Regions from separate parts of the Mus musculus genome. Here region 1 is linked to region 2. A link is a contact called in public HiChIP or PLAC-seq data. All regions are on one chromosome and are shown on one strand. Each heading gives the region's core, a stretch centred on a gene start, on an enhancer-like site or on the middle of the called end of the contact. The rest is flanking DNA. Distances are from core to core; before and after follow the strand shown.

Region 1 (4,765 bases), core at 141-2,640, 190 kb after region 2:
TCAAAAGTCCATGACTTAGGGAGATGGATCGTAGATCACAGAATAGAACTTACTGTTGTCTTACTAAATGGTCATACTCTCTAACTGCCTTCTAAATATGTATGCTTATGCCCATAGATTTGTGCTGCTCTCAATTTTACAGAGAAGGTTCTTTTCGCAGCGGGTGGTGGTTAACGCAGAGACTCATAATTGGTCAAGGTGCCGAGTATAAGTAACTGTGAGTGCTCAGCTGTCAAGGGGTCATCTTGTCAACCTCCCACCATCCAAGGCTCAGGGAACATCTCAGAAGGGGGGTGGAGTGTAAGAATCAGTAGGTGGAAAGGGAAACTATAAAATGCTAACCTTTAGCATGACACGGTTGTTGAATACACCAACGCACAGCAGCTGTGCTTACCTGCACAAGACCTTCATAAGATCAAGCCAGTCAAAATTCCCTCACCTTTAGCAGAGGAACTACTGTGAGTCAATAGCTATGGAGGAGTCATTCTCTATCTGGAAAGCAGCTGCTAGCAAGTTAGCCACGCCTTCTTGTGCATATGGAAGAAGCATCACTAAGCAGACTCGGGTAATTATTAATAACAAAAGGAGACAAGAAATGGGAGAGAGATAGATGGGCACTATGGAGAATTAAAGGAGGGAGTGGTGGGTGGGTAGGATCAAAATACATTATATAAATGTGGGACGTTTTCCAAAGAGTAATTTTTTAATCTAAAGCTAAATGTATGAATACAGCTCAGTAGTTTCCGGTGCCCGGATGCCTGTTATCATCAAGTGGCTTTGTGTGCAGGGAGGTGGAAGACAGAGGTGGAGTGGTGAATGCTGGAGCTGACAACAGGAAGCCAGATGCTCTGTCCATGAACTCGAGCAACCTGTTCCTAGAGACTTGTAGAAACCCTCAAAGGAGAAAAGAACTTGGACAAGTGGAACCCAGGCTCTTACTGACAGGAGCTCCTATACCCCAAGTGTGCCAAGCACCTCTGAGGATGCATGCTGTCCCAATGAGTCAGCTTCCTAAGTGGTTCCTGGTCACAGCTCAGGAAAGTACCGATGACTTGGTCACACTGCATCTGGGGTCTGTGGCTGCACAGTGAAGAAGAACAGGTCTGCATGCATTCTCCATGCATTCTGCTCCAGGTCCCTGCCCGACTTCCCTCAGTAATGTACTGATACTTGGAAGTGAAACATAAAATGAACCCTTTCCTCCCCAGGCTACATTTTGTTGTGATGTTTATCACAGCAACAAAAAGCAAACTAAGACATAGGGTTTTTCTAGCTGACAGCCTGTCATTCTGTGGTCCCCAAAGGTCCAAGGTATGTGTCCCAACAGCTTCAATTCAGTCAGCACTCTGTGTCCTGGCCTGGGCCCTAGAGAATGCATACTGCTGAGTCACTGCCAGAAGGCTTCACTTCACTGTAGGGATAGATTACGAATTCCAATTAGCAGTTGCAGTGAAGAGAACAATATAGCTCTCCTACTTCAAGGGTTTTGTTGTGAAGACTCAGCTAGCACTCAGGCTAGTGGTGGGAAACAGAGGCTTGGGACTGGAGTATTCAAAACTAGGGCTGGACCCCAGGGAGCTATAAACTTGGAAGGATGCTCTGTTCCTTGCCTGTTTTACAGAGTGGGAATTTACACAGAACGGGAACTTCCGGCTGAACCCTGGCCAGCCTTGCTTTCCTGGCTGCCTGACTTCTGTACTCTTGGGGAGTCAGGTTTCTTTCTGCCCCTGGAGGCTCCAGCTAGCTTGGGAGAGCTGAACCTCCCCTGTGGCCATGCTACCTCAGGAGCCCAGTGTGAGCAGAGGCTCTTTATGAACCATGCCTATCTGGCTTCCGGAGAACTAAGAGAGGCCCAGAGCCTGGTAGCAAGACCAGAAAGTAAAAGAATGAAAGTCTCACGTGGACCTTGAACCTCTGTGCAAGGGTATAAATTGCCTCAGGGCTGAGCTGAGCAGGCTGAACAGAAGTGGCAACAGCTAACCCTTGTTCAAAGTAGCACACAGGTAACCACGGGGACTCTAACAATCAGAAATCTAACAGCCTTGGTTCTAGGTCTCTGGATGAGGATGCAGAGGAGCTGGAATTCAAGGCCAATGTGGTCAGACCACAGAGATCGCAGTCTTAAACCCTGTTCTCTGTCTTCTCTGAGGGACCTGGGCCTCCTGGATCCCATTTGGCTTGAGTCCCTCAAGCATCCTCCTCCAGATTCCGGTGCTGTCTCAGCCATTGCAACTTGCAAAAAAACAAAAAAAAAACAAAAACAAAAAAAACAAAACAAAACAAAAAAAAAAGTCAGGATAGCTTCAGATTCCTACAAGCCCAGAGACAGAATCACAGCACCTGAAAAGCCTTCAGAGACCATTAGAACCCATCTCATTATTCTTTAAATATTAGTTTTGGCTCCAGGTCACAGGTAGGCGTAGCTTGTGGGGAACTGGCTTTCAGGGTTCCTACTGGCCAATCAAGGGACTTAACCATTGACTCTACAGCTAGCACATGGGTTCCTCCCAATGCTGTACCTCTAAGAAGCTTCACCCAGGCCCTGGTCTTCATTGAGCTGGACCAACAAGCAGGTAACAGCCATGGGGGTAACAAGGGGGGGTGGCTTAATAAGGTTTGAAAGTACTTTAAAATATATTTACTTTTTTTTTAAGTGTGTGTGTGTGTGTGTGTGTGTGTGTGTGTGTGTGTGCATGAATGTGTAGGCCAAAAGAGGGCATCAGATATCTTGAAGCAGGAGTTGCAGGCAGTTCTGGATGGATGCTAGGAACTGAACTCAGGTCCTCTATAAGAGCAGCACCCTCTCTTAAATGCTGAGAGCTACAGATGTAGGAAGAATAGGACTCCTATTCTTCATCTAGGGATGAGGCTGTTTCTTTGCTAATCTTTTATTATACTCAGTTTAGGAGTGCTTTTGTTTGTAGGAGGTCAGGGGTCTCTGTGCTAGAGAGGACAGGTACTAGGGAAACCTGGAATGTCAAACACACAGGGTTGTTCCTTTGAAAGAATGGATGTATGACCTGTTATCTGAACACAAGGCTGGGAGCAGCCTTTGAGTTATATGTATGCCCTAGACAACACTAGAATCTCCCTTAGACCCTTATTGAAAGCTTGTTTTTCTCCATCTATAAACCCATTTAATGGATGGTGCCACATGTACTTTACAAAGAGTTTCTGTATAGTCACATCTGAACTTTATTTAGCTTCATTTGTGCTTTATTGTACACACAGGGTTGAGTTATCATCACTAGGGAAGTTTTCACCAAATTGTGCTGTGCTTAAATATGCCTAGAATAAACTACTACAAGTCAGACTCTGAAGTTTGAACCAACATAGCTACTTAGTCATGTTCAACTAAACTACCTTCTTGTTGCCCTCAGATGGTTATTCTGGTGGCCTTGGTGGTCATCAAAACCCACATTTAACTGGGAAAATTGCCTAGGATTTTGGATCCAGGGTTTGCATGAGAATGTGAGTTTGGCGTGGTACCATTGTTAGTGAGGGGGCCATAAGGGTCAGAGATGGCCACTATCAAAAGAACACAGAAGTGGCAGGGTTAAAGAAAGCCGGATTGGAGCAGCCACATTTGAATCTGCTCACAGTGTCTGCCTTCTGCTGTGACCCCCTTTCCCTTCCCCCAAACCCCCAGCCCTCAGCTGCCTTGAGGGTTGCTAAGGAACAGCATCCACTATGGCTCAAGATGCCCCAGGATGGTTGTGGAGCTTTCCCTAGAACCTGGAGCTATGGTCTGCAGATAGAGAGATGGGAGTTTAACTCTTTGTTTTTTAGATGATCAAGGAAAAGACACTCCCTCACCCCTAAGCTGCCAAGTTCACATCTTGAGCTCATGAACCTTGGAATACAAGTGACTATTCATTTCTAAATAATTGCTTTGTCCCCACCATTTTAATATGTAAGAAAGTAAACGCCGTCACAACAGAAAAACATTCAGGAATGGTCAGGAATCTGCCCATCTAGAAAAATGGCACTCACTCACACGCTCTTCTCTTGCTTAGCAAGCCTGTTTCATCTGGCTCTGGTCAGCGTGGGACCATGGTCAGAGGCAATAGGATAGCACAAGCTCAGCGCAAACCAACTCTAAAGTTCAAGTCAAAGTAAATAATGTTGGTGACCTTCATAAGCACAGCCTTTAATCTGAGAAGATCAGATGGAGCTGGGCCAGTGACCAGATAAAGAAAATATGATAGTGATGGAAAGATAGGTTCTTCAGAAGGGAATGACTTCAGCATCTTGAGGAGATGGGTATAGACTTACACTTTAAACATTCTCTTGATGATGTTGCTATAAAACAAGATGTAAAGAATGTGGGATCATGCAATTGCATTGTTTGGTTAACAGAAAAAAAATGAGCAGAGGCTGGGGAAATGGTCCAATCAGAAAGTCTCTATTGTGTAAGCGTGAGAACTTGAGGTTTTATCCTTTAGCACCCACACAAAAAAGGACAGGGGTAGCATGAGAAACAGTCAGGAAGACCTTAGGGAATTCTGGCCAGCCAGTCTTACTAAATTGATGAGCTACAGGTTCAGAGAGAGACCCTGCCTCACAAAAATAAAGTGGAGACCAGTAGAAAGCATTCAACATCAACCTCTGGCATGAGTACACATGTGTACACTACATATACAAAACTAAAACAAAACAAGTGATATACCAACAGCAAAATGCTTGACTCTTCGTTCAATCTGAAAATAAACATAATCTATACTTTATGATATATAGAGAGAGCTAAAAATTACTAAATATCATT
Region 2 (4,417 bases), core at 732-3,231:
GGATTTGAACTCAGGACCTTCGGAGGAGCAGTCAGTTCTCTTACCGGCTGAGCCATCTCACCAGCCCCATGCTCATATTTCTAATCAGCTGCGATCCTGGTTCATTCAAACGTGAGTAATGGAAGAGGGGCTTAAGTGGGAAGAGGCTAGGGCGTACAGCATGTTGGGGTTATCATCCCAGGCTTGAAAGGAGCAGTGACTTCCAGGACCCGTGGAGTTTGGCGTAAGGAGATATCTGCTTGAAAGTAGCTGTGTTATTTGGGAGGGTCTTAAGTCTCCCTCTGTGGTCCCGTAGTGTGGGATCCAGGTGCACAAGCGCCAACAGGTCACATGCCTGCCACCCACTAGTTTATTTCTTTAGTGTCACTAGAAGTCCGTAGGCAAAGGAGTCCCCAGAGCCTGTCTATAAGGGGGACACAGGCCAGAGTAGAGGATGGTGGACAGCAGATGGGGAGGGAGGAGTGGAAGTCATTCAACACAACAAATCCAGTTTATGGATGAATGAATTATCCAACCCTTGGAGAAGGAAGTTAGCAACCCCCTTGGCACTAGTTAACGAACGAGTAGTTAACCAGACAGTTAACTGGAGGGAAGCCTTGGAGCTGATTTTTGTTTGTTTGATACAGTGTCTTTCGTATAGTCGGGGCCTGCCAGTAACTCTCTCTGTGTAGCTGAGGGTGACCTTGAACTCATGATCTTCCTGCCTAGCCTCCCCAGTTCCAGGATTACAGGCATAGGATACCACTCCTTATGAAATGGTGGGGTTTGGACTTGACCTCCTGCACACTAGGCAAGCACTCTACCCATGCAGCTATATCCCCAGCCCTAGAACCTGTGTTTCTGCCCAGCGGTTCTCTGTCACCTCTCAGGTGAAGAGCCTAATCCAGACATCCCCAGAATTCACCCACACAGCTCTGGTGAGCAACTTTAACTCTTGCTCCCCTTGTTACCCTACCTCTTAGCTGCATGAGCAAGAGCCTCTCATCTACATCCTCAGAACAGTCCAGAAAGACTGGCTTTTGCCTTTTCTTCAGACTCTCTCTCTGGGGCTCTTGGAGCCACACACACGGTTAGGACTCTCAGGGGTAGATCGAAGCTTGTGTGGAGTGCAGGCAGTCCCAGGCTCCTCTGAACAGGGACTTGATGGAGATTTAAATCATATTTCCATTAAGCCTCATTTCTCTCGGTCCCCAGGAGAGCACATCCAGGCCTGAAGCACACACTTCTAAGAATATATGCCATTATCAGGTACCTGCTCATCACGTAGATGGGCCCATTTGTAATTCCTCTGTCTGATCATTCACTTTTCTGCCATTGCTTGGAGCCATGTGGAGAGAAACCTCATTAACAACAATAATATTCTCTGCACGGCATCACTTCTTATCTCATGGGTTCCTCCTCTCTAGCTAGTAAGAAGCAATCCCTGACATGCATTTACTGGGAATTACGTGTAGGGACTGCATCACTTCATTTTGACAATAAACCTAGGCAGTAGGATAATAACACTTAATCCCCACTTCATAAATGAGGGAACCTGAGCTTACAGGGATTAATGTGGTGCCTAAGGTAACATAATAAACAGCAGGTCCAGGATCTGAGCCCAGAAAAAAGAACTGCGAAGACTGCATGGCTTCCTCGTGGTGCCTCTTGGTACCTCTTGGTACCTTGGATGGCCCGGAGTCATAAAAGAGTGAATGCTAGCTATCCTTCCTCCTTTTCAAATGTAAATTATGTTATTCACATGGAATAGGGGTGCAGGGGAGACTCCAAGGGATCACCAAATATCCGTGTGTTCTTTTTAAAAAGATTTCTTTTATGTCTAAGTGTTTTGTGTATGTCTGAATGTACATGTGTGTGCATGTCTCGTGACTGCAGAGGCCAGAAGAAAGTATCATATTTTCTAAAACTGCAGTTACAGACAGTGGTAGGTGCTAGTAACTGAACTCAGGTCCTATGCAAGGGCAGCAGGTGCTCTTAACTGCTGAGTCATCTCTCTCTCCCCCATGTGTTCTTTTAAAAGTTCCCTTCTCCACTGCTCTTGAGACTGGGCTATATAACTGCGTCTGGATGGTTAGACTGTAGCAGAAGTGGCCTGCATCATATTTAGCTTGGCATTAACCCCTTCCATCTGTTCATCTCCCACTTCCTGTTTCCAAAATTGGAAGACTCTAAGCTGGCTGAGTTGCCACAGGTAAGGAACTGTTATTGTTTGGAGAGAGCCAAGTAGTGGAATTGCCAGCCTCACTGAATGCTAACAGGAGTGAGGGATGAGTCTGTGTTGGGTTAGACTAAAGATTTGGGGGTATATTTGTTATAATGCATTTGTGAAGTACATGAAAAAGTCAAACTCAGAGTAAAATTTAACAGTCTTGCGGAGTAGATACATTAACTATAGGTTAAACAAAATGTATGTTAGCTTCAAAGACAGAAATAGATGGAAAATGGGCTGGTGAGATGGCACGGTGGGTAAAGGAGCCTGTTGCTAAGGCTGACGACCTGAGTTTGATCCCTAGGACCCACATGGTGGAAGGAGAGAACCAACTCCTGCAAACTGGTCTTTGACCTTCATATGCATGCTGTGGACATACACACACACACACACACACACACACACACAAAACCAATCAAATTTAATAAAATTAAATAACAACAAAAAGCCTTCCTTAAAAAAGAAATACTGAAAATAAAAGAATAGTGTCTTAGTTTCTAGTACAGTGATGAAATACCATGACCAAGGTAACTTTACACAAGGTAACTTACACCATCATGGTGGGAAGCATGGTGGCAGGCAGGTCCGGAGCTGGCGCAGAAGCTGAGAGATTACATCTGACTTTCATGCAGGAGGCAGGGGAGTGGAGGGGACAGATAGAGGGCGAGGGAGAGACACCAAGAAAGAAAGACTGAGTCTGGGCCTGGTAAAGGCTTTCCAAACCTCAAAGCCTACCCTGTCACACACCTCCTCAACAAGACCACACCTCCTAGGACCCAAACATTCAAACCTAGGAGCCTAAGGGGCATTCTCATCCAAACCACCACAAATAGAAGAGGATACACCATGCAAACGGTAACCGAAAGAAAGCCAATGCTGCTAATACCAGACAAAAGAGGTATCCAGGGAAAAATTGTTAGAGGCAAAGATAAGCATTTTTATAATCATAAAATAGTCTAAGCATCAAAAATATATAAAACTTTGATCATATGTGCATTCAATAATATAACCTAAAATGCATGAAGCAAAACTAGAAACAAATGAAGAAATAGTTATTACAATAATATTTAAAGAACTCAACACCCCAGTTTGAGTAGTGATTAGGACAACTGGACAGATCAACAGGGACAGGCAGAAACAACAATGAACTTGGATAAATAAATAAGGCTTAATAGCAAGAGAACGCTCTAACCACCTGCGGCAGAACAGACTCCTCGCAACTGCACCTGGGACATTGCTCAGAATAGAAAAGATATCCGATCATAAAAACAAAAAAACCCTCTCAATACATGCAAAAGTGGCAGCAAAAAGAATAAACTATCTAGTGTTAAGTTTAACAGACGATGGATGACAGGATGACATTCAGAGATGACAGGCCATCCCTGAAATCAGAGAAGACCTCGGCAAACAGAAAGATGTTCTGTATTCATGAATTCCGAAGCTTAACACTGTCAGGATGGCTGTTCTCCTCAGACTGTTCAACCCAGCCTCTATCAAGATCCCAGCTGGATTTTTACAGACTTGACAAGCTTATAATAAAATTTATGTGGAAATGTAAAAGATCCAGGGTAACCAGAGCTATCTTGAGAAAGAACAAATCTGGAGGGCTCACACTCTCTGACAATGCTCACATTCCCTGACAATTTTCTGACAATGTGGAGAGAGTGATTTGCTGGCATGAGGGCAGATAAAGCGGTCAGTGGACAGAACAGGTCCGGCAGTAAGCACATGCTTGTATCATACTTAATTGATTTTCTACAAGGATGCCAACAACATTCTGAGAAGGAGGAATAGACTCTTTAATAAGTAGAGAAAGAAAAACTGAATAACCATGCAAAAGAATAAAGCTGGGCTCTCATATCACATACAAAAATTACCTTAAATTTTATTGAAGACCTGTCAGAGCCATAATAATAATAATAATAATAAATGTTAATTAAAAACAGGGGTGGATCCTCATAGCCTTGACTGAAGTCATGGTTTTTTTTTTTTTTTTTTTTGGTTTTTCGAGACAGGGTTTCTCTGTATAGCTCTGGCTGTCCTGGAACTCACTTTGTAGACCAGGCTGGCCTCGAACTCAGAAATCCGCCTGCCTCTGCTTCCCAAGAGCTGGGATCAAAGGCGTGCGCCACCACGCCCGGCTATGGTTTCTTTAAAGATTTATTTGCTTTTATTTGCCTGAGTGTGTTTTGGCTGCATGCATGTAAG

Evidence for each region. HiChIP or PLAC-seq counts read pairs in DNA pulled down with a chosen protein or histone mark.
Region 1: an H3K27ac HiChIP or PLAC-seq map of embryonic stem cells shows a contact between it and region 2, with 8 read pairs. The contact joins two enhancer-like sites. A contact is called at or near these places in 1 of 15 datasets of contacts at CTCF or cohesin (large pre-B cells), 49 of 484 Hi-C or Micro-C datasets (the 63-12 cell line, the AML12 cell line, CD4 T cells and 30 more), 4 of 115 datasets of contacts at active chromatin or transcription factors (double positive thymocytes and embryonic stem cells) and 2 of 9 other capture datasets (adipose tissue and liver).

The regions. Positions count from the first base shown.
Region 1 is chr7:110,940,426-110,945,190 of GRCm38.p6, forward strand. The region is part of intron 2 of Mrvi1 (MRV integration site 1); the gene reads right to left. Among named protein-coding and RNA genes, the nearest start is that of Gm16336, 38 kb to the left of the region's middle. Within about 2 kb of position 1,391, at least 164 of the 459 cell types and tissues checked have an H3K27ac peak or open chromatin away from gene starts, as enhancers often do. A contact at or near this core is called in embryonic stem cells, where this site is marked.
Region 2 is chr7:110,745,005-110,749,421 of GRCm38.p6, forward strand. No RefSeq gene overlaps it. Among named protein-coding and RNA genes, the nearest start is that of Gm39068, 7.6 kb to the left of the region's middle. Within about 2 kb of position 1,982, at least 7 of the 459 cell types and tissues checked have an H3K27ac peak or open chromatin away from gene starts, as enhancers often do. A contact at or near this core is called in embryonic stem cells, where this site is marked.